Regions from separate parts of the Mus musculus genome. Here region 2 is linked to region 1. Evidence: chromatin contacts called from public HiChIP or PLAC-seq data. All regions are on one chromosome and are shown on one strand. Each heading gives the region's core, a stretch centred on a gene start, on an enhancer-like site or on the middle of the called end of the contact. The rest is flanking DNA. Distances are from core to core; before and after follow the strand shown.

Region 1 (5,587 bases), core at 1,683-4,182:
GACTGAGAGGGTTGTCTTTGTTTCTTCTCTTCCTCTTTCTGCTTAGAGACAATGGCTGGAGTTCCCTAGGCTACATAAAATGATGCTAGGCACTGAGATGCAGTGGAAGGAAAGGAGACCATGTGTGAGAGAGATGCTGGATCCAACCCAGGGCCTGCTACAGACTAGGCAAACACGCTGCTACTGAGCTCTGATTTCCAGTCCCTGAAGACCTCTTTTAGATGAGTCTATTGAGGATTTGGTCTAATGCTTGTTATGTTAATGTTAAAATTGCATGAGAATCCACAGGTAAGGGTTCCTACCATCAGTTGGTTTTAATTGGTTAAAGTTGCTGGCGGTCAATGGTTGGGCAGGGAGACAGAAACAGGACTTTAGGGTTGTCAGGCAGGGGAATGGAGAGAGAAAGGAGGATTGAGAATGGTCATGCCAGCAAAGGAACAAAGACCAGGCCTTAGAAGTACAGGACAGAGACATAGTCAACATGTAAGAGTCGGGGAAGGGTGGCCTCAGCACCCCTCCTCCCCCAACTAGGTCTAGGGCAACATGTGTGTGTCTTTCATTCAGGAACCCAGAACTCTGGGGAAGACAGCAAGGATTGTGTGCAGCCGCCGGCACGATTTGAGCAGGATTAATCAACTACTGCAACAGATGGTTCTGGGCCAGAAGGCTGAAGACAGATGCTCCAACGTTTTGAGGAAGTCAGCTGTCTATATAAATTGTTTAAGTTTTGGAAGCTATGTTTGTGTCCTTCCTATGTATTCAGGTAATATTTAATTCATCCTCACATCTCTGACAGGGCTGAAGACTAGCTATAGTCTCATAATCAAACTGAAGTTGTTTAGCACTGAGGAAGATGGTCTAGATTTGAAAAGGAAGGTTTCAGATGGTAATGCAAGTGAAAATCAAAACAATTCAGATATAAAATTGTAAACTCTTTTAAGTTAGGATAGATGTTAGAATAGTGTACCTAAAACTGGCAAAATTGATTGCCTGGACATTATTAGTATATATTATACCTTATAGTATACCTGTTACTATGTTCAATGTATATCCGAGAGAAAGGCCTTTTAATGGATGAAAAGGGGGACAGTAGATTTGATCTAATGCTTGTATTATTACCTATGTTCCCAAAAGTCCACAAAAATCTGCATGTAAAACGTTGAGGGTCCCTGACCTAGTTGTTTTTAATTGGTAAATAAAATGGCCAGCGGCCAATGGCTGGGCAGGGAGACAGAGATGGGACTTTAGGATTTGAGGGCAGAGACAGAGAGAGGACTGAGAACCGCAGTGTCGGGAAAGGAGAGAGACCAGGCCTGAGGGTGCAGGAGGGAGAGCACAGCAATCATGGAAGAGCCTGGAAGAGCAGCCCCAGCCCCTGCCCCCATTAGTCTAGGACAGCAAAAATGGAATATAGATTTTATTAAGTAACAGCCCAGGAGTATTGGAGGGGAGGTGCAAGCCACGTGGAAGTTTGGGAATGGCCCAGCCATTGAGCTCTTTAAGGCATATTAATATAGAAGGCTGTGTGTGTGTGTCTCTTAGTGTCTTACACGGCTTCTGCTGGGGTGATTTGAGCAGGACTTATTGGTTACAGCAGTCTATATCACTAATTTTATTTGTTTGATTTTTCAAGACAGGGTTTCTCTGTGTAGCCCTGGCTATCCTGGAACTCATTCTGTCGACCAGGGTAGCCTCAAACCCATAGAGCTCTGCCTATCTCTGCCTCCCAAGTGCTTGAACTAAAGTCATACACCCTCACCGCCTGACAGTACTGTAATTTTAAAGCTAGGAGTACTTTGTATAATCTACTATAGTAACTGCAAAGCACATAACTCTATTCAAATCTGAGGTGCTTTTGTGGTTTATTTTCTTTGAGATTTCTAGGAAGTTTAGATGAATCAGGACACAAAAAACAATAAAAACATTTAATGGTCCACAAAATAAACAATTAAAAAATAATTGTAAAATAATGTTTTTGGAAAGAGAAAAGGTAGGTATCTTGTTGAGTGCTGCCCAGTGGAACCATCACTCATATTTTGTTTCTGGAAGGACAATGTGTAGGGACACTTAAACCTGCCTGCTGCCCTGTACTAGAGCGCTCAGATTTGCATCCTTGCGTTGCCCCATCATCTATGAAATAACATGTCCACACACAATAACACCACAGGGAGGAAGACTGCAGCTGCTCAGAATGGTTATACTCTATTACACGGGTTATTTCCTAACACTCTAGTCTGTCTCTTTCTTTTTTTTGCTCCACTGTTCATGTAAACGTTGGCCAGTATCAGTGTTAGGTCTCGGGCAGTACAACAACCAGTGCATATACCCAGAGCCCACGGTGGGCTACAGAAGGCTTGCTGACAGCTGTGTAAGCCAGCACTCCTTAGGAGCTGGTGAACCTGGTTCCTATTGCCAGGAGGGGTCATTTCCCTTACCTAAATAACAAAGCCCACGCCTGACCTCCATGCTCCCTCCATCCCCATGTTAGACATTAAAGCGAGCACCCTTAGATCCCCACTCTCTTCACACCCCTCTGGCTGGTCTCCCCGCAATTCCCTCGCTCGCTATGCTGTCTCTCTTGCTTCCCTAGCTCTGGCCATATTCAGCATGCTCCCCCAACAATAAAAACCTTTCCCTTAGCCGGACTATGGCGTGGCTTCTTTACTAATCCCTTTGCATACAATCAGGAAAACGACTGGAAGGAGGGGCCAGCATCTGCATTTGAATCCTGAGCTCTAGCTGTACCATTTTAAGAAAGGAACTATTAAAATTCAATTTTATGAAAATAAGATTCAGAGAAGCTATCAATTTGCTTGAAGTCACAAGTTAGTAGGTGGCTGATCCAGCCTGGTCCAGTTTGTCCTCTAATAGCAGACAGAGCAACAGTAGCATCTGAGCAGGCGGTGGGGTAGACAGAGCAGGGACAGAAACACAGGCTGCCTGCAAGAGCCGTGCCCACCGTCACAGCCCTAACGGCTCTGTGTACGCACACAGGTCCTGAGACTGTCTCATGTGATTAATGGACTGTCATTTCCCAACATTTCCAAGGTCCTTCTGCTTGTCAGCTGTTAGACGCCACTATTTTTTTTCTCTGCTGGGTAAGTCACATGGTAATACAACACATGGTAATAATAAAACACACTCTGAGGATCATAAGCACTGCACAGTCTGTCCTTGATGGCAAATGAGGAAAACTTTAAGTTCTAGATCTGCCATGATATCAAGACAACTGCAAAAGGAGGACTGAGTTAATAAGCAAGTAGCCCACACTGCAGCCAACTCTAAAGCCAGATTCCCACTCCATCTCTGTGAGGTGGTGCACCTCCACAGTCCTAGGATGCAGGAGGCTGAGGCCGGCCTGGGCCACATAAGAAGTTCCTGTCTCAAAACAAACCATCCAAACAAACAAAATATAGGTTCTGTAAGGTTAAATCATATTTCCTATGCCCTATTTATTAAATAAGCTTTGGGGCCTGTTTATTTCTGTCAAGAGGTTACAAACTGAAGCATGATTTAAAGTTAGGCAGTGAGATGGCTCAGTGGTTATAGACCTGCGTGCCATGAACTTGTGTCCCAGCACTGGAAGCCATGCAGAGCTGTCCTCTCGCCTCCAATGTGCACTGTGCACATGCACTCACACACAAATCCTGCACGTGATAGTCAAACAACTTACAGCCTACCATGGTTAAGTTAAAAAATCCTCATAGTGAAATAGTTTTTCCTTTTTTCTTTGTATGTGTGTGTGCATATGTTCCATGTGAATGCACATATACACACGGAGGCCAGATGACAACCTCACATTTCTTCACCAGTCTGGAACTCACCAAATAGGCTAGGCTGGTGGGCAGTGAATCCCAGTGACCTGCCAGTTTCTGCACGCACAGGGCAGGAATTACAATCCAGCACCACCACGCCTAGCTTCTTATGCTTAAACCAAGGTTCTGGGCTCTACCCAAGGCCCTCAAGTTCGCAGGACGAGCACTTTCCAGCTGAGTTGGAATATCTTTTTTTTTTTTAAATCTTTTTTAATATACTACAGACATTAAGTTGATAAATTAATTAAAAGATGCAAACAATGATTTGTAACTTGTTTTCAAAAGAAAGAAAATATTTTTAAATTAAGTTCTGCAAGTATCTCAGATTGCTTGTAGACCAGTTTATAAGTGGACTGGTTTTAGGGTATGGTATAAAACATATGGAGCAGTAATAAACAAATCTCTCTTCTCAAACACTAAGTCTTTGCTCATACAAGTCCAACATTCTTATTTTCTTTTCTGAGATAGTCTCATTATGTAGACCTGCTTGGCCTTGATCTTGTGACCAATGTTCTTGCCGCTGCCTCCAGACTGCTAAGAGCACAGGTCTGCGCTGCCAGGATAAGCAAACTGAAAACTCCGAATGCGAATGTCCGAAATGCTTAACAATCTAGAACTTTATAAGCTTGTGTGATAGGTGGGTCAAAACACAAGTGTACTAAACACACTGTATAACCTTATCTCTGTGCTCTGAGTGTAAGAAACGGACGAATCAGTGTTTCTACTTCAATTTGGCCCTAAGATCTCTTATAATGAAAATATAAATATTCGAAATGCCAGAAACCTGAAAGCTGAAACACTTCTGGTGCTAAGCATTTTAAGTAAAGCATAGTCAATCTGTGTAAAATAAGTAAAATAATTTTCAGCCCCACACTACATGTGTGTTTAGAAGAACTAATTCTTTATTTATGCACGTGAGTGAATTGTTTTATCAAGACTATCAAAGGATTTGTGCCACCATGCTAATTCATCACGTCATTTGCTAATTCTGAATAATTTCCTAGCACACATGCTAAGTTACTCCATTTTGAACATTTACTGAGTATTTATACGCCAGACACCAGCCTCAGTTCTTTACACACATTCGCTTTGCTGCTGCTTCTTCCTTCCCTCCCTGTGTGCTGTATATATATATGGGGGCCAGCTAGTGTCTGCCTTGTCCCTTGAAACAGGGTCTGTCATGTAAGCTGGAGCTAGGCTATAAGTCAGTGAATCCCAGTGATCCTCCTGTCTACTCCCCAGCGCTGGGTTACAGGCATGCATGTCCATGCCCAGCGTTTTATGGGGGTGCTGGTAATTCAAACTCAGTCTTCATGCTTGCACACTAAACACTCTTACTTACTGAGCCATGTCCTCAGCCCTGCATTAGCTTCTTTTAATCCTGTGAAGTAGAAACTACTATTATCCTTACTTTACAGGTGAGAAGACTGAAACAGAAGGTTAGAGTAACCTGTTCAAGGCCACACTCGTGTCCAAGTGAGTAAGTGAAATTCAGGTAAGGAGTCTGATGTCTGATGCAGTCTGTGTCTGTAGCCACCACGGCCTATTACCTCCCTACTCTTCATTCCCATCCCGTGTGAGAGTGAAGCTAGGCATCAGATACGCTGGCAGGTAACCCGCACTGAGCTGCAGCTGCCCTTTCAGCTAGACTTCTCGGTGGCGGTGTGCTTGGTTTGTTTTCCTTTTCTTCTTGGCTCTTTGCTGAGTGCCCCAGCTGGCCTGGAACTACAGATGAGTGCTACCATGCCTGGCACCTGTACCTCTTGAGGACA
Region 2 (5,752 bases), core at 2,280-4,779, 340 kb before region 1:
AAAAGACAAAAAAGTTGGACAGAGGATTCAGTGGGAGGGGCCCAGTGGAAGGGGAGGGATTCCATGGGAGGGGGAGGGGATTCAGTGGGAAGGGGCGGGGATTCTGCAGGAAGGGGTGGGAATTTAGTGGGAAGGGGTTCAGTGTGAGGGGGAGGGGTTCAGTGTGAGAGGGAGGGGAGGGCGTGGTGGTAAGAATGACCCAAATTCATTAAACGCATGGATGAAATAGTTTATGAATAAAAAATAAGTCATAAGGAACAAGCTGACATTTAATTTATATATAATATATAATTCACATAACTATAAAACTGGTTGATATCCTAGCTTTCCTCTTCCAAATAAAACTTTAATAGCTATTTTCCAAGTCCTCCTCCTCCATCGTCCTTCCTTTCTTCCTCTCTTTTTCTTTTCCTTTCCTTTCCTTTCCTTTCTCTTCTCTTCTCTTCTCTTCTCTTCTCTTCTCTTCTCTTCTCTTCTCTTCTCTTCTCTTCTCTTCTCTTCTCTTTGTGTGTGTGTGTGATAGGCTCTTATATAGCCCAGGCTGTCTTCAAACTTGCTACTATGGAGAGGATGGCTCCTAAATGCTGGGATAACAGGTGTGTACCACCTTACTCACTGGAGAGCTACTCTGTGTGTGTGTGTACACACAGAGACCGGAAGTCAACCTTGGCTATGCTCCTTAGGTGTTGCCTATTTTGTTTGGTTTTGTGTGTTCTGTTTTGTGTTTGTTTGTTTGTTTGTTTGTTTGAGATGGTGGCCTGGAATTCACCAAGACGGCCAGGCTGAATGGCTGGAAAGTCCCAGGGATTGATCTTCCTTGAGCAGGATTATGAACAGGTGTCTTCTTAAAACTATATTTACTTATGCTTATGGGTGCTTTGTCTACATGTCTGTCTGTGTGGCACATGGGTGCTTGGTGTCCTCGGAGGCCAGAAGAGGTCATTAGATCCCCTGGGAGTAGAGTTGTAGATGGTTGTGGGCTGCCATGAAGGTTCTGAGAATCAAATCTGGAAAAACGGCCAGTGCTCTTATCTGCTGAGCCATTTATCCAGAGTGCCCCTCACACCCCAGTTCTGATTTTCAGAGACAATTTCTCTATGTAGCTCTGGCTGTCCTGGAACTCACTCTGTAGACCAGGCTGGCCGTGAATTCAGAGTTCGGCTTGCCTCCTATGTGCTGGGATCAAAGGCGTTCACTACCACGCCCAGGTCTCTCCGCCACACCCCTGCTTTCAAAAGTGAGTTCTGTAGATGAGATGCAGGCCCTTGTGCTGGCAGGACTGGCCCTTTTTCCAACTGAGCTATAGGTCCACACTGCAGATAGAACCTTAACACTTACTGAGCACCCACTATGAGTCAGAGGCAGCAGACTTCATTTAAACACCTTCTACCTTCAAGTGACTCTTTGCATTTTCTCTTCTCTTTTTTTCCACTCTCCTGAAAGCCGGAAAGGAAACACTACAGGGGTGAGACACGGAAGGAGAGGCTTTGGGAGCCAGAGAATGGAGCCCACAGGTTTCTGTTAGACCTTCAGTCTGAGTAAGAAACAAACAAAATGAAATGAAACCAAAAGATTCCCGAATACCCACTGCATTTTCCTATGTATTTGCAAACAGACACTCGACTCTTATACCCAGGAAACATGAACATCACCCAAGAGCATGCCTCACTCAGCACAGCCCAGGGTCCTTGTTCACCTAGAGGACGACACAAGATTGGGAGTTCAAATCCCACCGCAGTTACCCATTAACGATGTGACTTTGGGTGAGTCACTAAACCTCTCTGGGCTGTTGATTTTTTTTTTCTCCACTACTGAAATGAAATGATGAAATGATATAAAAGTATAAATGATGTCATCGTGAGAGCAGCTCTGTAAGGCGGATGCCATCACCACTTTACAGATTGAAAGAGGAGAAAACAGGTGTGAAGAAGCCAAAGGCCTCACGGGAGCAGGAGGGAGAAGTCCGAGATTCATTGCAGCTCCTGCAAACACTTGGCTACCTGTCTCCACTGCCCATGGTACAAATGCCTCTATTCCCCTGCCCCGCCGCCCTTTCTTGCGCTCTCAGAGGCACAGAGAGCTTCCCTTAAAGGGCCTATCCCTGATAACTGGGCATTAACGTAGTGGAACCCCTGTAGCAGGTTCTCTGTCTGCCAGCAATGCAAATGACATCAAAGCACCTCTAAGTATGTCGGCAAATGGGTGGGTGACAGCACAGGGCCCGACACTAGGACGTACCACACTGAACATATCTGCGCGGTATGACTGTCAGATCAACCCTGCCTTTCCAGCTCCCTGCACCGAGGCTTCTGACACATGAGCCCGTCTGCACTGGCAGAGTCAGTTCTGTTGGGTGGAGTCAGTTCCGTTGGGTGGAGTCAGTTCCGTTGGGTGGGTGCTGTATGTGGTCCGACGCCTTAGGACTGGCTTAACCCACACTCAGTGCTTGTTCTCTGACCCTAGTCTGTACCAGGGCCAAGTAAAAGACAGAAACTTTCAGGAAAGCAGTATGAAATTGTCTGTCTATTTGGGGGTAGGGGAGGGTGTGTGTGTGTGTGTGTGTGTGACAAGGTGATCTAGAATGGAGCTCAGCTGTAGACTGCTTCCCCCAAAATAAATGTGTGTTGGTGCACAAGGCCCTAGGTTAGACCCCAGTACTGTAGACACTAGGCATGCTGGCACCTTTGCTACATCTGGCGTTTGAGGGAAGCTAGGATACATGGCATCTTGTCTCAAAAGAACGAAAAACCATTTTTTTTAAATGTCTGAAAAAAAATTCCTTCTTGCAAATATCAAGAGCTCCCACCACCGGGAACCGGAAGTCCACCTGTGCTTGCTGCCTGCCGCTGTGGTCAACAATGCTGGCTTATGTTTCTGCTGCTATGATGTTCCAACCTCACCTCGGGCCCAGAAATACAGAACCAAGGGACATACACTTGGAACTCCGTGGGATCGTAAGCTACACAGCGATTTCCTGCCTAAAAGTAAAAAAAGCACCTGAGAGGCAAGGACAGGAGGGGAGATGAGTGACAGAGAAGAGACAGGAAGCTGGGAGGCGGGACACTCACTGGAAGCAGGTTGTCTGCAGCCAAATTAGTTTCCCCTATCTTCACAGTCTTGTCCATCTGTTGGCTGTGGTAATTAAGTACCTGTGCTAATTGGTTTCAACATTGTATCACACGGGGTAAGGCTTTTCCCCGTGAATCTGTACCTGCTTTGGTATTTGATAATAGAACTAGGAGATGGAAACTTACTACACTAACCAGATATTATCCAGCACTGAGGTTAGTCAGGACCTGGATCCTGAGAGAATAAGAAACACGGTCACTGTTCCAAGGAAAGGGCCCACTAGGAATCTGTTTCTGTAGCAGTATGGCCTCAAGGCACCAAATTTATCCCTCTGATGGCTTCCTGACACTTGAGACCAAGTCTCTTAAAAAAAAAAAAATCCTTTGCCACGGCTCCCTCTTCTCCCAGAAGGGGGCGCTAGAGAGCTACAAGTATCCTTCTGTTCCAGTCAGCCACACCCTGTTAGCACAAGCAGCTTGTTCCAGTCCTAGCCATTCAGTGTAGCTCTAGCTGTCCTGGAACTAGCTTGGTAGACCAGGCTGGCCTCGAACTCAAGAGATCTGCCTGCCTCTGCCTCCCGAGTTCTGGACCATCACCGCCTGGTATATCCTCTGAAAGCTTCTAAATTGAGATACTTCCAGTTTCTGTGCCCTTTGAACTCAAGGACATTCGCCGTGTTAGTTGGTCTGCTCTACCGTCCAGCTGTTGTTCTATTGATGTCTTATAATAACTTAGCTGTTAAAACAGTTAATATAGCTTCTATTTCTACACTTGATCTTAGCCCAAAGGCCGAGGAGCCATTATAGTTCCTATTTCTAAATAGTACTCACATTGCTTTTAAAAAATATTTTCGGGCTGGAAAGATGGCTCCGCTGGGCTCACAACCAAAAATAAAGAGAAGCATGTTTAAAAGTTTTTATCTTATTTTTAATTATGTGTGAGGGGCTATGTGCACACGACTGCAGTGAAGGTGGAAGAGGAAGTGGGAGTTAAAGGCCCCTGTGAGCCACCAGGCACGTGTGCTGTGTCTTCTGCAGAGAGAGTATGATTCTAACTCCTGAGCGGTCTCGCCAGCCCCTTCTGCTTTAAGATAAGAGTCTGGGTACGTAACCTGGGCAGGTCTAAAGACTCCTCCCACCACTTCCTCCTGAGTGCTAGGGCTCGTGTGTGGACCACCACACTCTCTGCTTGCTGGAGCAGTTACTAGAGAGTGATTCTGAAACTCGTTGTCCTTGACTTAGAGTCCATCTGTGCCCATATTTGGTAAACTGGGGAATTACAATCCACTGCACTAGGTCTGTTTTCTTCAACACTTTCCTTTGTATAATTTATATTGTGCACCTAAGTGCCAGGCTCTGGGCACAGAGATACAATTGTGTGCCCTAACAAACCCATCCCAACCAGAGATCTTTTTGCGTGAACCGAATGGGAAGGCACAGGTTAGTTGGCTAGCACACGGCAAGGCATGTTGTCACCAGCCTCCTTTTTGAGCTGCGACAGCGGATCAAAGAGTTTTGAAGAAAAGACTGGGTATCTTTGGGAAACGAGGCAGGTGTCACCCGCGGCGAGCTGCTGACTTGGTCAGTATGGCGTCAGGAACTCATGCGTGCTGTGCCCCTGCGTCCTCTTCAGAGTGCAGAGGCAGTGACCTTGCAACAGCCTGCATTCATTCAGTGAGAAGCAGGGCAAGCTGCTCTGGAGGCGAAGCCCCAAGGAGAAGAGGGCCATGATGCTGGGCACCAGGTGCTGAAGAGATGACCTGACCGGAGCTGCCGTACAGGTCTGGACCTGGCTGCAGAGCGGCCGTGTGAGGTGCGAGGGAGACTTCCAGCACTGGTTACTGCAGAGACTGGTGAAGGGCTGGGGGTGTGGCACACTGGTGGACTGCTTGTCTGGTGCTGTGGCTTGAATGTGCAATGTCCCCATAAGTTCTGCATTCCACCACTTGGTCCACACACAGTGGCCCTGTCTGGGGAGCTGCAGAAGGTTTAGTAGGCGGAGGAAGCAGACCACTGGGGTCTTACACTCTGGCCCCATTTCCTGTTGACTGCATTTCGCAGATGCAATGTGACCAGATGCCACTCAGGCCTGCCCCGTGCCTTCCTCATCTCGCTGGACTATATTCCCTGGCTCTGTGAACAAAATAAAACCTCCCTTCTTTAAGTTCCTTTCTTTAAAAGTTGTTTTTTTTTGTGGGTATGAATATGTGGATGTATATGTTCAAGTAGGTACATGTATGTGCAGGTGTGTGAGAGCTTTAGGGATCTGTCTACACACACACACACACACACACACACACACACACACACACACACACACACACACCTCTGCTAAAGCTGCAGACACACGACACCTGGCTTTTAGGTGGGAGCTGGGATCCAACCCAGGCTCTTACACATGTGTGGTAGGTACTGTACTGACTGGGCCATCTCACCAGCCCTTAAGTTGCTTCTTGGTAGGTATTTCTGACACAGCAGTGAGGGAGGTGACAGACGCATGTAGCTAGCAGATATAGAACCCTGGGTTCGATCCCCCCCACACTACCTAAAATGGGCATGATGGCACACACCTGTACCCAGCCCCTGGGAGGGAGGGGCCGAAGAACAGACTCTCAAGATTAGTCTTTAACTCCATAGTAAGTTTAAGACCAGCCTATCTCAGAAAGGAGGAGGAGGAGGAGGAG

The links. HiChIP or PLAC-seq counts read pairs in DNA pulled down with a chosen protein or histone mark.
Region 2: an H3K27ac HiChIP or PLAC-seq map of embryonic stem cells shows a contact between it and region 1, with 4 times the contacts expected there. The contact joins two enhancer-like sites. A contact is called at or near these places in 3 of 484 Hi-C or Micro-C datasets (cerebral cortex, liver and nephron progenitors) and 3 of 115 datasets of contacts at active chromatin or transcription factors (effector CD8 T cells and embryonic stem cells).

Annotation. Positions count from the first base shown.
Region 1 is chr17:83,464,461-83,470,047 of GRCm38.p6, reverse strand. All of the region lies in intron 19 of Eml4 (echinoderm microtubule associated protein like 4), which reads right to left. It overlaps Gm46594 (a long non-coding RNA gene), which reads left to right. Exons shown (of 3, transcript XR_003952356.1): 1 at 1-5,310. Among named protein-coding and RNA genes, the nearest start is that of Gm46594, 5.8 kb to the left of the region's middle. Within about 2 kb of position 2,932, at least 5 of the 459 cell types and tissues checked have an H3K27ac peak or open chromatin away from gene starts, as enhancers often do. A contact at or near this core is called in embryonic stem cells, where this site is marked.
Region 2 is chr17:83,805,963-83,811,714 of GRCm38.p6, reverse strand. The region is part of intron 16 of Mta3 (metastasis associated 3); the gene reads right to left. Among named protein-coding and RNA genes, the nearest start is that of Gm41637, 18 kb to the left of the region's middle. Within about 2 kb of position 3,529, at least 76 of the 459 cell types and tissues checked have an H3K27ac peak or open chromatin away from gene starts, as enhancers often do. A contact at or near this core is called in embryonic stem cells, where this site is marked.